2 separate regions of the Rattus norvegicus genome follow, and region 1 is linked to region 2. A link is a contact called in public Hi-C data. All regions are on one chromosome and are shown on one strand. Each heading gives the region's core, a stretch centred on a gene start, on an enhancer-like site or on the middle of the called end of the contact. The rest is flanking DNA. Distances are from core to core; before and after follow the strand shown.

Region 1 (5,669 bases), core at 2,850-5,349, 340 kb after region 2:
ATAATAGCTAAAACAATAATCAATAAAAATCAATAAAGAGAAAAGAGCTGTTTGAGGAATCCGCTCACCTACTCTGATTTGTTTTTTGAAGCAGGGCTTCTCTGTGTATCTCTGTCTTGGAACTTCCTCTGTAGACCAGGCTGGCCTCAGACTCAGGTATCTGCTTGCCTCTGCCTCTTGAACACCAGGATTAAAGGGGGTGCCACCATGTTCAGCCTTGCTTGTTGTATAAAATAGAGAAAAGAAAGTGTTGGGGCTGCAGAGATGGCTCAGTGGTTAAGAACATTGGTTGCTCTCCAGAGGACCTGGGTTTGATCTCCAGAACATACCCGGTAGTTCACAGATGTCTGTAACTCCAGTTTCAGGGGATCTAACACCCTCTTCTGACACACACAAGGTGCACATACATATGCGGGCAAAAACACTCAGGCAAAAAAGCAAGAAAAAGTTAAAAACAGAAAGAAAAATTGATTCTGTTTTTTTTTTTTTTTTTTTTTGACACAGGGTCCATGTAGCCCAGGTTGGCCTTAGACTTGCTATGTAATAAAAGCTGATGAACTCTGAACTCATTTGTTTCTGCCTTCCGATTGCTGGAACCATCAACATGCGCCACACTACTCCTGGCTTTTATTTTACTTTATTTTATTTTATTTTTTATATTTTCTTCTTTGAAATAATGTCTATATACAGTATAGCCTGACAATGAACTGTCAACTTTTCTGACATAGCCTCCTGGGTCCCGATGTTACAGGTTCGTGCCACAAAACCTGGCACTAGAGAAAAGAATATCTCTCCTAGCCCAAAAATACGTGAAAAGCTCTCCTTACAATTGGAATAATGGAAAAGGGTCTATCTTGAAGATAATTCAATTTAAAAAATTAGGGAAGTTGTAGCTCAGTAGAATTAGTATACATGAGGCCCCCTAAGTCTGATGTCCATCATTGTGACAAAACAAAACCAAAAAAAAAAAATCACCCCCCACCCCACCCCCCACACCCCCACCCCCACGCTCCCCACATATACACTTCAAAGACTAAAGAGTCAATTCTCTCCTTCCACCCTCCTGAGGCAAGGTCTCTCTGGTTTCTGCTATGGTGTTTTGTACTCTAGGTGGGCTCAGGAGCTTCTGGGTGATTTCCCATCGCTGCCTCCCATCTTGTTGCATGACGGCTATGCTCACCTCCACACAGGCATTTTATGTGGTAGGTTCTGGGAATTAAACTTGGGTGTCAGGCATGCCTAGCTAGTATCTTTGACTGTTGAGCCATCTCCCCAGCCCTGCCCAGAAAAAAAAAAAAAAAGACATGGAATTCACTCTGTAGACCAGGCTGGTCCTTGAACAAGAGACCTGCCTGCTTTTGTCTACCACCAAGTGCTGGGATTAAAAGCATGCACCACCAACCACCTGTATTAAAACATTTTTTTAGATGCAAATATGTTTTATTCATTCCCAGACAATGGTTTGTGAGGTAGAATGTTACAGACCCTTTAATCTTAATTCTGTTCCCTTATCTTCAATTACCCTGAACACAATGCTCTGGCTCTCAGATTAGAAACCACCACCAAGATAAGAATTAAGATATAAGGAAAATCATTTTGTCTAAAGTATGCTCTATGGAAGGTATCACTCTGGCTTTGGTTTTGAGAATGAGTAGGAAGAAAGAGAAAGCTGGGTACACGGTTCATGCCTGTGTTTCCAGCACTGGAGAGGAGAGGAAAGCGGATCAGACTTCCAAGTCCAGCATTGGTTATATAGCCAGTTCCAGTCCAACTTGGGCTATGTGAAACTTTGTCTGGAGCAGAGGGAGAAAGCCCCCCACAAAGAGATAATTTGAGAAGAGAAATTGAGAGTTCCTCGCTAACTTTATGTTTTTTAACAGATTATAACTGTGATGGTTAATCTTGTCAATTTGATGGGATTTAGAATTACTATGGAAAACCAAATCTCTACCCGTGTCTGAGGGAAGACTCGCACTGAATATGGGCAGTTCATGGGATGGGGTTCTTAGACCGAATAAAAGGGAGAAGGTGCTTTCTGAGAACAAGCATCTCCCTCTCATGTGACCTGCTCCTGCTGCAGTACTGCATAAACAGATGACGTGATGGCTCTATGGTATGGTTAAGTGGAAGATTTTAATTGTAGATATGAAGGAGAGTTCAGCTAGAGGCGTCTGGAAGAGTCCGGAGCAGAAAGGAAAGGTAAACTGAACATGGCCAGCAGAATGGACTTGGCCATGAGGTGGGGCAGGGAAAGAAAGAGAAAGAGCCTACTAAGGAGGGTCAAGAAATCAGAAATATTAGGGTTATAGGAGAATGAGAGGCTGAGGGGGAGGGAAGCCCATGAACTGAAGAAATTTAGGGTAGTGGGTGGGGTGAGAAGAGCCAGGATGTCAGCATGGAGTCTGTAACAGGTTCTTGTGATACTGAGGGATCAGGAAAGGGGAGCATGGAGGCCAGCATGCTCTTTGGTATGCTAATAGCCAGGCACCACAGAGAATCATTTGTCCCCAGTTTCTTTTGGACACTTATCTTCCCTAAGATGAAACTGTACATCACAATAAACCCTTTTTCCCCTCCCTCCCTCCTTCCCTCCTTCCTTCCCTCCCTCCCTCCTTCCTTCCTTCCTTCCTTCCTTCCTTCCTTCCTTCCTTCCTTCCTTCCTTCCTCCCTTCCTTCAAGTTGCTCTTGTCAGGTATTTTGTCTTAGTAATCAGAGAAGTAACTAATACAGTATATAACCACCATCGTTTTAATGGTGGGATAGATTTAGTTTACAGGATGGTAGACACACAGTCCTGAAACACCGTTCAGGCAACGAAGACCCAAGGAAAGTTTCTAGGTGGGAAAACAAGAGGTTGTTGTATTTGAAATAAATGTATGTATGTATGTACATACGTATGTATATGTATATGAAATAGCTCTTCAGGTTTTAAAAAAATGGTGTGTGCTCCTTAAACAATTCAGGCAATATAAAGATAAGGGAAACTTGAAACCTAACTATCCTCTCTCAAAGATAGTCGCTGGTTACATTTTGGAGAATCTCTTTCCTGAAATCCTTATGCTTTTATATTCTCGAACTTCAAATAAATTGAAGCTGTCTAATCATGCTGTTTTTGCAATCAGTTTGCCCCTCTGACAAGATGACAAGAAATTGTGAAAAACCTTTCATGTCTAAAGATATTTACCATCATTTTAAATGGCTGCTTAGCATTACGTTGAATGTATGCATCACTATTTATTAAATCAGCCCCCTATCGATGAATGTCTACATTCTCCTCAACTCATATTCAACAACCTCCTATAATAACCGTGGGCATTGTTTTCTAAAAATTTCGATCATCTTTGCAAATTAAATACTTATTAAGTAATGTAAATGTAAACAAATGTCCTTTTTACAGGAAGATTCAATTTGGAGAATCGTCCTCTGATTTTCAGGGATGCCAGTGAAGCAGCTGCTGCATTAGTTCTAGCGAGACAGTGACAAACGGAGATCGCGAGAAGAGTACAGAATTACAGGTGAGGTAGCCAATCTAGGCCCAAGCTCAGTGGGTTGGAATAGTCCTTCCCCCTTTTCTCCCTTTCACTTCTTTTTTCTTAACATGGAGGAAGGACTGAGAACTGCATGTCCCAGCATTTCGCAAGGATCACACTCCTGGGAACTGTAGTACCGTGTCTGAGAGGGGTCCGGAAGGAGGGAATGGGAAGCTGTGTGCGGCATGCTGGGAGGTGTAGTCCCTCGGGCGGAAGGGGTTGCAAGTGTAGGTTGGAGACGTAGAGAGTTTTACTTCATGGAGATGAGGCTGCAGAAATATCCGACTTCTCTCTTAAGAGGTCTTTGAGTTTACAAAATCCCGTGGGAGTCGGCTTCATTCCCTTGTCTGTGACCCAAGAGGGTGCGGTCCAGGACCGGCGCAGGGTTGGGAGATCCAGGCCGCGCAGGGCCGCAGCAGAGCACACCGGGAGTTGTAGTCCAAGAGCTCTGAGGCTGTGGGACGTGTCGGGACAGCGCGCCGACTCCTCCTCCCCCGCCCTTCTCAGCGGTCCCCCGCCCCCTCCCTCCGCCTCCTCCTCTCTTGCCTGCAACCGAGCGTCCCCTTCCCCCACTGTCGGGTTTCTCCGCGGCTACTGCAGAGGATTCAGATCCGAGTAGCTGAAGAGAAGGAGGAGGAGGCTCCGGTCCCTGCGCGCCATCCACCACCCTACTGGACACGGACGAGGGAACGAGAGCGTCGCCGCTGTAGCCTTCAGAGAAGACAAGGGCATCGCCGCTTCTGCTGCCGCCGCCGCGGTTTTCGTCTGCAGCAGCTCGCCGGTGAGGAGACCCCCTTGGCCCCCGGCCCGCTCCCGTGGAGCCTGGGCTGGTGGCGCCGGGGAGAACGAGGGTGGGGGCCGTAGGGCCCCCGCGCCGGCTGGGGGGAGGGGACCGAGGTGGCGATGGAACGGCGGGCTGGTGGGGGAGACTTGTCCGTACGCGGGCTGGGGGTGGGGTGAGGGTGGGACACCAGCAGGTCAGGGGAGGGTAGCGGGGGGTGGATGGGTGAGGGGGGACGACTTTACATGGAGGGATAACCAGACCTGGGATAGGAGCATGGGTGTGTGGGGTACCGAGGTGGAATTTGGGATTGTCTTGGGGCGAGGTGGAAGGTGAGATTGGAGTGGGATGTGTTTTAATGGGGGAGGGGACTGAATGAAGGTGATGATTTGGGGTTGGCCTGAAGCAGTTGACAGCTTGGGATCAGAACGGGGTGGGGGCTAAGGAGATGATTTCAATGCCAGTGAGATATAAACATTGGATGGGACTCTGGGGAGTGCTAATTTTGGAAGGTGGGACTTGGGGAAGGAAGATGGAGATGGTAGGAGCTGGGGGTGAGGGGTTTGGCATGGGTTGAGACCCGAGCTTGAAGTGGGCTGTTGTCTTCTGGGGATGGTGGAATTTATGACTACTTACAGAAATAGCTTGGGCTTGGAGAGAACAGAAGAGGTAGAATTTGTTTGGGGTTTTCTTGAGGTAGGCTGCTGGAGGTTTGAATTTGGGCTGGGAGTGATGAGATTTCCAATTACTGGAGATGGGTGAGGTAAGCTGACAGGAGGGAGGGAATTGCAAGTTGGGCCCCAAACAGGAAGACAGGGATTGAAATTGGGGATGAGGGCTCAGTGGGGAAGGATTTAGGATGAGTTTAGAGTCTCTGGAGGGAGCAAGGTGGCTCCCCTGAGCATAAGTTGGAGGTAGGGGGTATGTGAAACTACTCAGCTGGACTCAACTAGAAGAACTGTGGCAGGTGTGGAGCAGGGTTAGGGATAGTATCTCGCTACCAGTCTCGCAGAAGTCATGTCTGTGATGAGCTGGTTACCTGCGGTGAGGTGGCAGAGGGTAAATTTAAGGCCTGGGAGACCTAATGTCTCCCATGGAGTGGGTTGGTTTATTTAGGAAAGGAAGGACTAAGATGTCCTTCGACACACCAGAGGTTTAGGGGTTAGAACATTTACATCGGGCTGCTGTGGTGAGAGACAATAACAAGGCCATTAGAAGGGTCTTCACCGGGGACAGAGAAGGAACATTAAAGATTCTCCTAGAGGATATCTTATGCTGTCAGTTTGACCTTTTTGTTTTATGTTGGAATTGTCTGGAAATAGCAGCCCCCAGGGTAAAGTTTTGAGAGAACCATTTAA
Region 2 (6,053 bases), core at 219-2,718:
ATCTACCAGCTTCCCCCTCGAATCCCAAATATACCAGACCTCTTTTTTCTTTACAGCAGTCCTCCAAATAGGCCAGTGACTATCCAATCCTCTCTGCTTCCCAGCAACTCTTACTAGTGTGTTCAACTATCGCACTTTCTCCAGCAGCCAAGTATCCTATAACTTGACACAAGCCTGTCAGGGTCTAAATTTCCAAAGTTTCTTTCATTAGCTCAGCTGATAAATTGGGAGTGTAGCACAGTGATGTGGCATTTGTCTAGTTCTGGGTTCCAGTCTCAATACCACAAAAATGAATAAATGTTTCTAGCCCACACAGAAGCACAGATACACCTGAGCCCTACTTCCTTTCCAGCAAGCTCTTTACCCCCCAATTTATTATTAAGTGGCCACTCCCAGTGTTTCACTAACTCTAATTCTTAGACCAATAGTTTCCCCTTCAAGTCCCATTTGCTTGGCAAAACAAAACAAAATGATTGACCAAATCTTCTTTTATCTTCCAGATTTTACCTCTCCAGTGCTTCCATTTAACAAACCTATTCCTATTTACTTCTCAGTCTCTGGATATCAATGGTTACTGTTCCAAATTCAGCTGTCTTCCTCATCACACCCCACCTATGTCTCCAGCCTCTTGGTTCACTCCCTTTAACAGTCTCCTAGTCATGTTTCCTTAGGCCTATTCCCCGAGCTTTCTAGTTCACCTCCTCATCCTCTGAACTCTTACACTTCTGGAAACTTTCTCTAGAACCTTCTACTCTCTAGTCTTTGCCTGAGATGTTTCCTATACCCCGCAGGTGAAAGAAAGCCTTCTTACTCCTGGCTAACTTACTTGATCCACCAATTCCCTTCAACTTTTCTCTCAGTCATTCCCTATTCCCCTTAACTATGTATGGCACATTTCTCCTCATCTCACTGATCCACTTTCTCCCAGAGTCATCACTTCTAGAGTTGATTCCCGTCATCCCTTAAATTAACCTTTCATCTTTCTCAACCTTGTCCTTATTCCCCATCTTTCTCCAACAATGTTACCAGTCCTCTGGTAGACTATTCCCTTAGCGCCTCACCTAGTCCCCGAATCTACCTTCTACTCTATCTAAACATCTCCAGGCCAAGGCCAGCATTTCCTCCAATTCACAGCGTCCCTTCCCGTGGCACTCTGAATGCCCAGACACCAATCTCCAATGGCCTGGGCCTGGCCTCCTGGGAGAGAGGTACAAGTCACGTACCCCATCCGCATCTTGGCTCCGCTCTGACTGCCCCCGCTGCCGGGTAGAGGAGGGCGAGAAGGTAAGCGGCCGAGGTGCATGCTTTTTTCAAGGGCCGACATCAAAGGGAGGCCTCACGTCGAAAACAGTGGCCCAAGGTCCGTCCCACGATACGTGCGGTACAACCGGTCACAGCTCACTCCTCTAACGACGCCCAGTCGCCTTTGGACAGCAACCAGCCACCGGCAGCGCCGCCTACCGCCCACTGGCTCAGCAAACCCCGCCCTCTCGCCTCAGCGCTTCCACCGGAAGTGCGCAACAGCCTTCGCACAAAGGAAACTGGGTAACGGAGTCTGCGGATCCCTCAGACTCCTATCAGAGAACTCGACAACCCTAGCGGGAAGAGTCCTCTTAAAGGCAATGCATGCTGGACAATGAAGTCCTCAAATAGTGTATCAATTTGCGCTTGCGCAGCTGCAGGTGTCCTGGTCCAACCTCGCAAAGGTAGGAAAGCAAAGCATCATGGGTGTTGCAGTCCATTTGCAGGGACTCTTATTGGCGCCTTCTTTTGGCACAGCTTTCCGGGAACTGTTGGAGGAAGAGTGTTTCTTCCTGCGTCCCAGGCTTCCCAGCGGCGCCCGTTGCCGGGGAACGCAGGCGCCGTGGGAAGGGATGGCGGGAGCGTACAGCTTAGGAGCTAGCACCAGCGTTGAATTGGTGACGAAGGGCCCAGGCTCGACATGAAACAACGGAAAGGCCAAGTGCCTGGGGGCGGCCGTGGGCGCAAGAAGCGAGGTAACTTTATCTGTCTAAGCTTGAGGAAAGCATAAAAGGGCTAAGGAATTCTAAGGAGACTTCCACCTGCTCTGGCTAAACAAAACAAAAGAGGACTGAAGAGAGAATAACCAGGGAACCAGAAAGTTAAGAGAGAATTTTTTTTTAAAGATCGGAAAGGAGGTAGCGCCTGTGGGTCGATAAAATGAGGCAAAGTGAGGATTAATAGATAACATATAGGAAAACAACAAAATTAAATGTGTTCTTTTTACGACAAGGATAAATGTCTGTGTGTTAGAGGAATTCGGAGTAGGAGGAAAGGGCATAACTATGTCCCGAAGAACCTTAGATGATGAAAGGGTGTATGGTAGAGGACACCGTGAAATCAGTAACCCAAGTTGACTCAAAAAGCAAACAAAACCATTTCTGTATATACCTTTCTATTTCTCTGACTTTTTTCTTGGGACGTGATTGTGCTTCATTAGAATATACTAAAATCTAGTCAGGAACCAATACAAATAGCTCTTTCAACTGAAACAATTTGTGTACTGTAGAGTGGAGAAAAGATCTACCATAAAGCTCAGGGATAACTCGTTGAAATTCAAACGTATTTGCACATATGGACTGCACCTTACTTAGAATGACTTGAATCCAAACTAAATCCTCTTAGTTTTCCAGCTCTTTTAAGTGACCAGACAGGGGGCCTGATGGACCCCAGGCTGGCCTTAAACTTGATCTCTTGCAGTAGTCTCTCGGTTTTTTGTTTTGTTTTGTTTTTGTTTTTGTTTTTGTTTTTGTTTTTAAGCATTCTCTAAATCTTTCAGAAAGGGTACTGATTGAAAGGAAAGCCAGGGTTGTAACTGATCGCTTCTTCTACATTTAACTCATCATCCTTCTGAAATCTAGTAAGATTTAAAGTTAATATTATGAACCCAGAACCAAAAATAGCAACAAATCTAAAAATGTTAGTCTCTGTCCTTGACTGTATGATCTTGGCAGCAAAGACAATTTAAGAGTGAGATGAAGAGGCAGCTGTGATGGCGCACACCTTTAAACCCAGTAGTCGGGAGGCAAAGGCAGGCAGATCTCTGAATTCAAGGCCAGCCTGAGTTACAAATCAAGTCCAGGACACCAGAGCTTGTTACATTGAGAAACCCTGACTCAAAACAAACAGAACAAAAAAAAAAAAAAGTGAGATTAAAAATAATGTATCTTCTCCATTATTTTATTTATTTATTCACTTTACATCCCAATTGCTGCCCCCCATCTTCCGCTGACAGAGTCCCTCCCCCATGACAATGTATCTTGACTGTGGTGAACTATGGATTTGCAACAGTTAACAAAACTTCCAACTACTGAGGTTTAAAAATCTGTCCACTTGTTTTATTGTCTTTATGCTTTTCAAATAGTATCTTTCAATTAAAGAAAAGTTTGGATTAACATAAGTGACCAAGTAGGGTTATTCTATGGCCTGTTTTTTTAGTTACTTCTCAGTATTAGAACAGTTAGGAAAAGCTTTCTCTGAAGATTTATTTTTCATTCAGAGAGTATATAGGGTGCTCCTAAGTAAGGCGCAGTCCATATATCATATGCATTTGAATTTCAACGAATTATCCCTGAGCTTTATGGTAGACCTTTTCTCCACTCTACAGACCTTATCCAGCTCTCAGGAGGAAGAGGCAGGTGGATCTCTTGAGTTTGAGGCCAGCCTGTTTTAAGTAAGTAAATTCCAGACAAGCGAGGATTACCTAGTAAGATGTCTCAAAGAAAAAGAAAAAAAAAAGCAAATTGTGTTAGACCAGATTTTAAATACAGATTTTGCTGTATTCCTCCATAGGTTTGAGTGACATTTCCCCATCTACAAGCCTGCCACCTCTGGTTGAAGGACAGTTACGATGCTTTCTCAAACTTACTATTAACAAGGTCGTATGGAAGATTGCGAAGCCTCCTGCTTCTGTACTTGTCCGAGTGAGATGGTGGGGAGAAACATCGGACGGAACCCTCTTTTGTCCCAGGGACGCATTACAGACTGAGCCAAAAGCTGTGAGAACAACTACCCGTTATGCTATTCGCTGTGGCCCGAAGCAGTTCACCTCATACCTAACAGGTATGACTGTTTTTGTTTTGTTGTCTTAACTGTAAACCTGATCTGAAACATGCTTGCCGTCAGCAGTCTATTTAAACAGACACCACCATTAAACTGTCTTTCCTGCTGAGAAACACAGTCAAGGACAGAGACCAACACCTTTAGATTTCCCACCACCTTTCAGTGCTAGGTTCAAAATATTAGCTTTGAATCTTACCAGATTTCAGAAAGATGATAAATCAAAAGGTAAATGGTATTTTACTTGTAACACTTAAATCATCAAATGAAGAGGGTTAGCAGGTCAATAAGGACAAAAAGGTATCTTTTTAATACAGGAATCAACAGTCATACATTTGTTTGTACATCCTATGAGGTAACTATACATCATATGATTCAAGTTGGTGTGGGACCTATAGGATTTAAGGAAAGTAACTTTACATTTCTGACCTATTTCTTCACCTGTAATATGAGCTCAAACACCTGCCCTTTGACCTTCTGGGTATTTTCATGAAGAAGCAACATGGTTGAGTTGAAAGAACACAACTGAAGTCTAAACAGTTAAATTTGAACTCTAGATTCAGACCTGGATTGTTGTGTGATGCTAGGAGGTGTTGTTGTTTGTTGTTGTTTGTTGTTGTTTGTTGTTGTTGTTGTTTGTTGTTGTTGTTGTTGTTTGGAGACAGAGTTTCTCTGTATAGCTCTTGGCTGTCCAGGAACTCACTCTGTAGACTGGCCTGGCCTGGTTCTCAGAGATCCACCTGCCTCTGCCTGTCAGTTGTTGGAATTAAAACGTGCACCACCAATGTCAGTCTAGTTTCTTAAAGTAGTAGAGTCTCAATGTCCTGTTATAAGGAGAATAATATGTCCTTATCAGGAATTACCATGGAACTTGATTGGACAAAAGTAAAGTAATAGGTCCAGTGCCTGCTACATTGTAGGTGTAAGGTCTGCATAGATACTATTTAAGGCACAAAGTAATAAAGTTTTAAGTTATTGTCCCTACCAAGAAGTCATGTAAAGATTAGTCGAGAAAAGAAGAACTGTCACAAAACATTAATAAATGATACCAGACAGAGGGTGGGTGAATGTGTGATTACCCTATACGTTCAGAATTTTGACTATTCTGGGTTGTCAATACAGGGGGATCTTGTAAGTTATTAGGAAACAAGAATCCTATTTTACCCTTGCTACTTTACATTGGAGAAGCCATTTCATCTTCTGGGCTTTAATTTCCCCATCAGTAATTTGAAGGAATCTAACACAAAATAATATGCCCATACCCAAATTTCATTTTCTAGTTAGGAAAGACGGCATTTTTGAACAGGATCCAGATATTGTGAATCTTATAAGAGATGAGCTGGCTGTCAACAGAACCATGACATGTTTTCTAGAAAACAGAGAGCCAAAATGGGCCCGTGAAGTGTCTTAGAGGGTAAAGGCATTTGCCACCAGAGTGGGAGCCAAAGGTCCCACGTGGTAGAGAAAGAAAAGTGACTCCTACAGGAAGTCCTCTGAGGGCCACTTGTACACTGTGGCAGTGTACCCTCCAACAAATAAGTAAATGACATAGAGAAAATAAAATAAAATGGAGAGCCAAGAGGTCTGTAATTCTTTCATAAGAATGTATAGTATATCTGAAACCTTAGGAAAAGTATGCCTATTTCTGATTCTGTGTGTGGGCAGAATCCAATTGTTCTTTTCTATACCCTTTTCTTGTATATCACACTCAAGATGCAAAAGGTAGACTAAGGAGTAGTTTATAGAATTACATGAAACAGAGAGGACAGAGTGGAAGGAAATGGTCAAACTAGTGAGTTCAGATAAAACAAAAACACAGGGAGCAGTAGGATCCTTCATGGTCTATGAAATACCTTCAAGTCTATCGGCCTAGGAAAACAGCCATAAACTTAGGAGGATGAAGCTTTTCTCCTTTAAGCAATATGTAGTAAAATAACATGGTATAGTCAACTTTAGAATTGGAGAGAAATGAA

The links. Hi-C and Micro-C count contacts between places; a contact is called where the count stands out from the background.
Region 1: a Hi-C map of liver shows a contact between it and region 2, with 7 times the contacts expected there. The contact joins the promoter of Fam168a here to the promoter of Ppme1 in region 2. A contact is called at or near these places in 2 of 12 Hi-C or Micro-C datasets (both in liver).

What each region holds. Positions count from the first base shown.
Region 1 is chr1:164,465,348-164,471,016 of GRCr8, forward strand. It overlaps Fam168a (family with sequence similarity 168, member A), which reads left to right and starts at 4,100. Exons shown (of 9, transcript NM_001108494.1): 1 at 4,100-4,311.
Region 2 is chr1:164,125,752-164,131,804 of GRCr8, forward strand. Ppme1 (protein phosphatase methylesterase 1) reads right to left here and starts at 1,469. Exons shown (of 14, transcript NM_001191838.1): 1 at 1,224-1,469. The coding sequence starts at 1,324. It overlaps C2cd3 (C2 domain containing 3 centriole elongation regulator), which reads left to right and starts at 1,943. Exons shown (of 33, transcript NM_001191602.1): 1 at 1,943-1,997; 2 at 3,814-4,083. The coding sequence starts at 1,943.